Regions from separate parts of the Pan troglodytes genome. Here all the other regions are linked to region 3. Evidence: chromatin contacts called from public HiChIP or PLAC-seq data. All regions are on one chromosome and are shown on one strand. The core of a region is the stretch at or near the end of the contact, and the rest is flanking DNA. Distances in the headings are between cores, read along the strand shown. Region 1 holds the start of IRGM (immunity related GTPase M). Region 2 holds the start of RPS14 (ribosomal protein S14). Region 3 holds the start of RBM22 (RNA binding motif protein 22).

Region 1 (2,700 bases), core at 196-2,695, 150 kb after region 3:
TCAGTGTGAGTATGTGTGGGCCTGTGCACAGAATGCAAGTAAGTGTATGTGTGCATGCTGAGGGTGAGTGAGAGTGTGTGTGTGTTGGGGGGTAAGTAAACATGGCTGGGCATGGGTGAGTGTGCACACCAGGTGTGAGTGGCTGTGTGCAGTGTTGTGTGTGTTCACAATGAGTGTGTGAAACAGACCTGCCAGGCCATGCTAGTGAGAGGTGACAGCGTGCTGGCAGCCCTCGCAGCCCTCGCTGGCTCTCGGAGCCTCCTCAGCCTTGGCGCCCACTCTGGCGGTGCTTGAGGAGCCCTTCAGCCCGCCACTGCACTGTGGGAGCCCCTTTCTGGGCTGGCCAAGGCTGGAGCTGGCTCCCTCAGCTTGTGGAGAGGTGTGGAGGGAGAGGCACGGGCAGCAACTGGGGCTGCGGGCATTGCTTGTGGGCCAGCGCAAGTTCCGGGTGGGCGTGGGCTCAGCGGGCCCGCACTCAGAGCAGCCGTCCGGCCCCAACGGCCCCTGGCAGTGAGGGGCTTAGCACCTGGTCCAGCAGCTGCTGTGCTGGATTTCTCCCCAGCCTTAGCTGCCTCCCTGCAGGGCAGGGCTTGGGACCTGCAGCCCGCCATGCCTGAGCCTCTCTCCCCTGCCCCACTCCGTGGGCTCCTGCACAGCCCGAGCCTCCCCTATGAGCGCCACTCCCTGCTCCAAGGTGCCCAGTCCAATCCACTGCCCAAGGGCTGAAGAGTGCAGGCGCATGGCCAGGGACTGCCAGGCAGCTTCACCTGTGGCCCGGTGCAGGATCCACTGGGTGAAGCCAGCTGGGCTCCTGAGTCTGGTGGGGGCTTGGACAACGTTTATGTCTAGCTAAGGGATTGTAAATACACCAATCAGCACTCTGTATCTAGCTCAAGGTTTGTAAACACACCAATCAGCACCCTGTGTCTAGCTCAGGGTTTGCGAACGCACCAATCGACACTCTATATCTAGCTAATCTAGTGGGGACATGGAGAACTTTTGTGTCTAGCTCAGGAATTATAAATGCACCAATCAGCACCCTGTGTCTAGCTCAGGGTTTGTGGATGCACCAATCAGCACTCTGAGCCTAGCTAATCTGGTGGGGACTTGGAGAATCTTTATGTCTAGCTAAGGGATTGTGAATGCACCAATTGGCACTCTATATCTAGCTCAAGGTTTGTAAACACACCAATCAGCACCCTGTGTCTAGCTCAAGGTTTGCGAATGCACCAATCTATACTCTGTATCTAGCTAATCTAGTGGGGACGTGGAGAACTTTTGTGTCTAGCTCAGGGATTGTAAACGCACCAATCAGCACCCTGTCAAAACGGACCAATCAGCTCTCTGTAAAACAGACCAATCGGCTCTCTGTAAAATGGACCAATCAGCAGGATGTGGGTGGGCCAGATAAGAGAATAAAAGCAGACTGCCCGAGCCAGCAGTAGTAACCTGCTTGGGTCCCCTTCCACGGTGTGGAAGCTTTGTTCTTTTGCACTTTGCAATAAATCTTAGGCTGCTCATTCTTTGGGTCCACACTGCCTTTATGAGCTGTAACACTCACGGCGAAAGTCTGCAGCATCACTCCTGAAGCCAGTGAAACAACGAACCCACCGGGAGAAACGAACAACTCCAGACTCGCCACCTCAAGAGCTGTAACACTCACCTCGAAGGTCTGCAGCTTCACTCCCGAGCCAGTGAAACCACGAACCCACCGGAAGGAAGAAACTCTGAACACATCCAAACGTCAGAAGGAACAAACTCCAGACACGCAGCCTTTAAGAACTGTAACACTCACTGCGAGGGTCCGTGGCTTCCTTCTTGAAGTCAGTGAGAGGAAGAACCCACCAATTCCGGTAGGAGTAGGGAATCACATCACCTTCTTTTAATCAGTCTCAAATACCTGGCCCCTTGTGGAACCTGCAAGAGCCAGGTTTGGCGAATGCAATGATAAGCAATTGTCTAATCACTGCCTTGAAAAAGAGCAGAGCATTTGAGTATGCTGTCTCCTCCTCTCCCTCACTTCAGTTGGGCCCAACATGACAGTCTTAATGGAAGCGCGGGCGTCAAAGGCTGGTGGCTTACTTCATGTATATTGCAGCATTTCGGTACTTCTCTGCACGTGTGCTCCCCCGACTGATGAGGTAAGTGTTAAACAGGGATGATCACAGCTTCAAGTAAGCAATGGGAATTGGATGTTTTATGTCCTCTGGCGCCATCTTCAGCAGAGAAATATATAGGTCATTTTTACTTGTCTGGTCTTGGTCTTGAAATATGTACTGAAACTTGTGAAGGAGCAGACCTATATTAGGATAGAGTAAAAGAGGGAAAGACAAAAACCTCTTGGGCTTTTCAGGAGACTTGGTTCATTCTCTGCTTTTCAAGCCGTCTCATGGCCACATGCCTGCTTTGGAGGCTGACTGTTGGAGGCACAACCGGCCTCAGGGCGTTCCTCAGGGACCTTACCTTTCTTGCTCCCTGAAGAAATGTGCACATTGCTTGAATAAAAACAACCAAAGAACACTCAATCAAGATCGTCTTTGCTGCAGTCTTCGTTGAGGGCTGGGGATGCTAAAAGTCAGATGATTCCTGTGTACCCTGTCCATCCTAACTCACCTGCTCTTCTACTTCTGCAGCTTACTCCAGTGCCCACAGATACGACAGAGTTCCCGAGTGCCCCTCACACTCTATTAGCTGCATCCT
Region 2 (2,700 bases), core at 63-2,562, 250 kb before region 3:
CTGCCAAGATGCCTCTACACCACAAATAACTACCCTAGTCTGTCTCAGGTGTTCCTAGATCTCTCCTGTGCCTTCCCTATATAAACTTTAGTTAAATGTGTGACCACAGTAAGTACTTCAAGTGTAAGTCTTGGGTGTACGAAGTTAAATGTTCCTATCTTCAAATCAGACCAATGAGCACGACCCAGTGCGTTAACTATTCTAAGGAACGCGCCACAGGAGAGAAGCCCAAAGTTCTGCCTCGAGAAGCATAGAAAGGCTCCAGCATATCTCAAATACGTAAGCATGAGTATGTTTCGGCATGATGGCCATTCAGTAAATGCCAATTTGCAGTTTCTCCGTTCCTAACATCCCCTAAAGTAACGAGCAGAGTGGTCATCAGGAGTATATAAACGCAGGGCAAGCGCACAGCAAACATTGGTGCTGGGCCCTGAGCGCCCAGAACTTGCAACGTGCCCGACTCAGCAACGGAAAGAATCGCCCAGATTTAGAAGCATCCAACATAGTGCGAGAGTTTTCCCTGCTTTCCTTCTTTGAATGATCACTACAAACCCATGGGATCGGTGCTATTGTTATTCCTATTTTGCAGACGAGGAAACAAACGAGATTAGGCGTGGGCCTGCGATCACCAAGAAAAAAATTTGGCGAGGTAGAGGCGGGAGCCCACGTCTGTCCCGGGTTCCCTCAACTACGCTGTGCAGCTCAAACGCGGCCGTGGCCGTATTGCGGGGCCGAGGCCTTAAAAGGCTGGACCCGCACTCACCCTTACTTCACAAGCTCCTCCCTGAAGCAAAACGGGCCTTCTGAGACCAGGAACGAACTCAATCCCGAGTTGGCCAGGATCCAGGTGGGCCAGCCGCGCGTCTCTTGCCCGGCACCTAGCTCGGTTCCCACGGAAAGAACCCCGTCTCTCGTCCCAAGCCCCACAGGGTCCCCTCGCCGCAGGATGCCCCCCGATTGTCGCGCCCGGGCCTCCTACCTGCACGTCGTCTCCAGACTCCACACCGGAAAGAGAGAGTGGGAGAGGGCGGAGCGACGGGGGGTCACTTCCGTGTCCCGGAAGTATACCTCTGAGGTCACGGGGCGAGGTCGGGTCCCGGAAGACGCCGGCATTATTCCTCCCAAAGAGTTTAAGACTCGTCATAGGGAAAGACGGTTTATTACTTAAGGGAGAGCGAAAAGAGGTAGAGGGCTGGTTGTCGCTGCGAGCGGGTCGGCCTAAGCGACAGTACGAAGCGGCTACACCCGCGGGGTGAGGTGGGCCTGTATTCCATGATGGCGGTGGTCGTGTCTAGACAGACTTCCGCCATCCTGACTCCCGCCCTGGCAGCCTCGGAGCGGCAGCGCCCCTTGTGTGGAGCAGGGGAATAACAACAACAAAACGGCCTTAATTAAAGCTAGGGTGGCGCCGGCCTGTGGTCCCAGTTACTCAGGAGGCTGAGGATCGCTTCGTCCAAGTAGTTCGAGGCCAGCCTAGGCAACATAGTCGGGGAAAACACACCGTAATCACTTACTTTGGCATATTATATAATGGGCAAAATAAGAATAAATTATTCAATATGTGTTTTCAGACCGGTCTGGGCTAAACAGTTTATATGCATTGCTTCATTTACTCCTCAAGACATTATCAAATAATTTTGATTTCCCTCTTACAGATAAAGGATGTTAACTGAGAGCACACCTTTGCAGAAGGGTTTGGAATTCTAGCTTCAAAGCCCACGTGTTTAATAGCTACTTCCACATAGCCCTCTAATAACAATATACATGTATATATTTCGACCGAATCTTGTTCTGTAGCCAAGGCTGGAGTGCAGTGGCACAATCTCGGCTGACCGCAACCTCTGCCTCCCAGGTTCAAGCTATTCTGCCTCAGCCTCCCGAGTAGCTGGGACTACAGGCGCGTGCCACCACGCCCGGCAAATTTTTGTGTGTGTGTGTATTTTTAGTAGAGACGGGGTTTTACCGTGTTGACTAGGGTGGTCTGGATTTTCTGACCTCGTGATCCACCTGCCTCGGCCTCCCAAAGTGCTGGGATTACAGGCGTGAGCCACCGTGGCCAGCCTCTAATAACAATATTGAAGGACCTTGAAGGCTTGGGAGAATATGTCGGAGCTGTGGGGAAGGGCCAAGAAGTGTACCTCACAGAGCTAGGCAAGCGGTAGATACATTTTATCTATGTACTATATGTAATATTTATATGGAATATATATAGTATTTTTGAATTACATACTATATAAATATTATAAATATATTTTTAATATATAAATATATCCTGTGGCTCCAGCCTGGGTGACACAGCGAGACCCTGTCTCAAAAAAAAAAAAATTTACTCTGCTAAACTGAAAAACTCAACATACCTTCTTTTTTTTTTTTTTGAGACGGAGTCTGGCTCTTGTTGCCCAGGCTGGAGTGCAGTGACGCCATCTTGGCTCACTGCAAGCTCCGCTTCCTGGGTTCAAGTGATTCTCCTGCCTCATCTCCCGAGTAGCTGGGATTACAGGTGTGCGCCACCACACCCGGCTAATTTTTGTATTTTTAGTAGAGACGGGGTTTCACCGTGTTGTCCAGGCTGGTCTCGAACTCCTGCCTCAGGTGATCCACCCGCCTCGGTCTCCCAAAGGGCTGGGATTATAGGCGTGAGCCAATGCACCCAGCCTCAACATACCTTCTCGTTGCATTGCATTTCTTCCATGATGAGTG
Region 3 (2,700 bases), core at 117-2,616:
AGAGAGGATACAGCTGTGGCCCGCCCACTTTACAAAGTTTAGTCAAAAGGTAGCTACTGTAGACTTGTCCTGTGCCAATGCCCGGAATATAGTAAATGTTCTGTTTAAACAGAACTATTCAAACATCTTGAACCATTCAAACATCGTGAACATACTAACATATCAACACCTCTACGACTACACAATAATACAGCCCTAACCTTATTATTGTTAACTAGTTCTAATTTTACCCTAGTTTGTAACAAAGGGGGAATGCTTACTTTAAAGAGATAAAGTACACTGGCCAAAAGGCATTTGACCAGGATTCAGGAAACCTAGTTTCTAGTTCTGGTTCTCCTCCTATCATGCTGACATTCCTAGAGCCAGAATATCTGAACTTAAATCCCAGCTCCATTCCTTACTATTGTATGAAAAGACACAAACGCTCTACCTTCTGGTCAACAGACCTATTTCCTAGGTAAATGCTCAACAAATACTAGCTATCGTTATTACCCCTACATTACAGGAGTGTTACCGGATTCGTAAGAGAATACACATGACAGTTCTTTGCAAGTCGTCCAGCACTTCGCGTTAGTAAAAGAGCATCATTTTTTCTGCTTGTCTAAGAGAAACACTTCACAGTGTGCAAGTACCACAACATCGACAGGACATGAATAACTCGTTTCACACGCAATCACTCACCATTCGGATATATGGGTTTTCTCCAAGACATGTCTGGCACAGAATGGGGAAGTCCTGGTGAAAATGGGAAATCTGGTTGAGGACCACCCTCCGAAGACCCTGACACCTCAATGACACTTGGGGTGGCGAGGGGGCGGGGAAGCGAGGGTGGGGAACTAGGCACGGCAGGAACCCGAAGTCCATCACGACCCGATCGCGGGAGGGGGCGCTGTCTGCACTTCCGGCAGGCGGCGGGAGAAAAGAAAACCAGCTCTAATAGGCTGGAGGGGGCAGGGATGGAAAGGGTGCTGGTCCCGGGACCCTGGCTAAGCCCCCTCCCTTCAAGCCCGCAGGAGGATCGCCCTCCGCCCTCCTGCTCCGGCCAAGCTAGGCCGCCGCGCTGGCTCCTCCCCGGAATTCCTTCGGCCGCGCCGCAGGCCCTGTCCTGCCAGCTTGCAAGGTTCGCGGCTTCGCCTCCTCCTTCCATCCTCCTCCGGCAGGCACACTCACCGCATCCTCCCAGTTCTGCCTGTTGTAGGTGTTGGAACCCAGAGAGGTCGCCATCTTGAGAGCGTCCGGAGGTAGCTGTAGCTTCCGAATTGGGAGAGAGGACCGCCACAATCCCGTCAAGCCCCGAGGCTAGCGCCGCGCCGGTCGGCGTCTTATTTACGCGTCTAGGGTTTCTTCCGGGGCGGGGCCTTTGCGTCATGACGTCGCCCGCTCTTGGAATTTCTAAGCTTAACAATTGGGGTCCTGGTATAATGCACCTGGATGCTTCCTTCGAGTTTTTGCCTGCTTGGAATGAAGGGCCACACGTACAGTTGATTCATTTAAAAATTGGGCGAAAGAATAAAGGAAGACGTAATGCATCAGAGGCTGGGGTTAAAATAGCGTTCGCTACCACTGAGGCGCTTATTATGCCAAACTCTGGGCGAACGTCTTGCGGTTCCAGTGTCTTATTTATTCTCATAACCTCTCTGTAGGGCTCTCTGTAGGGCTGCCAGATTCTGATTCTGTCTCTCTCGCTCTCTCTCTCTGTCACTCACACACGCACATGCACACACACACACGCACGAATTACAGAACGTCTAAAGTTGAATTTCAGATTAACCGCGAATCGCTTTTTAATTATAAATATATATGGTACCTACTTGTCCTAAAGTAGGATTCGTGGTTGACCTGAAATTCACATCACTTAACCAATCGTCCTGTATTTTATCTGGTAACTCTACCCTGTAGGCAAGTATGATGATCCCTCTTTTATAGAAAAGAAAACAGGTTTAGAGAGATTAACCTAATCTCTCCTGATATAGCTCCTGGTTGTGGAGCTAAAAAGTGGTGAAGCCACAAATTCATTAGTACTGTTTTATTTCCAGCTTCTGAAATGACAAGAGTCTTACGAATCAACATATGCATTATTTGATTTTTGGAATAACTCATAACCACTCTGCCAATATTTTATGAGTTTCAAGCCATTCTGGTACCACTTTCATACTTATCGTGTCATCAAGCTACCTAACACATTTATTTAAATCACCTCATTAAAAAAAAAGGTTGATTTAAAGTATAATTTACATAAAGTTTTATCCTTTTTAGTTTTGAATTTTGTACATACATTCACTTACAGTCAAATGTGGAATTGTCTGTCATCCCCAAAGTTCCCTTGTTTCTGTAGTTAGTCCACTTATCCCATACTCAAACCATGGCAGTCCCTAATTTGTGTTCTGTCTCTAGTTTTGCCTTTTCCAGAATGTCACATAAGTGGAATCCTATATATCCTTTTGGATCTGATATTTTTTCACTTAGTATTTTGTAGTTGAGATTCATCCATATTATTACATGTATCAATAATTTCTTCCTTTGTATTACTGAGTAGAATTCCATTGTATGGATATATCATACAATTCACTTGCCAGTTGCTGGATATTTGGGTTGTTCCCAGATTTTAGTGAATATAAATAAAACCATTATAAACATTCACATACAGATCGTTGTATGGATATTGGTTTTCGTTTTGCTTGTGTAAATGCCTTAGAGTGA

What was found. HiChIP or PLAC-seq counts read pairs in DNA pulled down with a chosen protein or histone mark.
Region 1: an H3K4me3 HiChIP or PLAC-seq map of stem cell-derived excitatory neurons shows a contact between it and region 3, with 10 times the contacts expected there. The contact joins the promoter of IRGM here to the promoter of RBM22 in region 3. A contact is called at or near these places in 1 of 7 Hi-C or Micro-C datasets (stem cell-derived neural progenitor cells) and 1 of 1 datasets of contacts at active chromatin or transcription factors (stem cell-derived excitatory neurons).
Region 2: an H3K4me3 HiChIP or PLAC-seq map of stem cell-derived excitatory neurons shows a contact between it and region 3, with 2.7 times the contacts expected there. The contact joins the promoter of RPS14 here to the promoter of RBM22 in region 3. A contact is called at or near these places in 1 of 7 Hi-C or Micro-C datasets (induced pluripotent stem cells) and 1 of 1 datasets of contacts at active chromatin or transcription factors (stem cell-derived excitatory neurons).

The regions. Positions count from the first base shown.
Region 1 is chr4:148,572,623-148,575,322 of NHGRI_mPanTro3-v2.0_pri, forward strand. It overlaps IRGM (immunity related GTPase M), which reads left to right and starts at 1,446. Exons shown (of 2, transcript NM_001160207.2): 1 at 1,446-2,141; 2 at 2,634-2,700.
Region 2 is chr4:148,176,146-148,178,845 of NHGRI_mPanTro3-v2.0_pri, forward strand. RPS14 (ribosomal protein S14) reads right to left here and starts at 1,313. Exons shown (of 5, transcript XM_003310899.6): 1 at 980-1,313.
Region 3 is chr4:148,426,351-148,429,050 of NHGRI_mPanTro3-v2.0_pri, forward strand. It overlaps RBM22 (RNA binding motif protein 22), which reads right to left and starts at 1,367. Exons shown (of 11, transcript XM_001167240.6): 1 at 1,171-1,367; 2 at 682-735. The coding sequence starts at 1,224.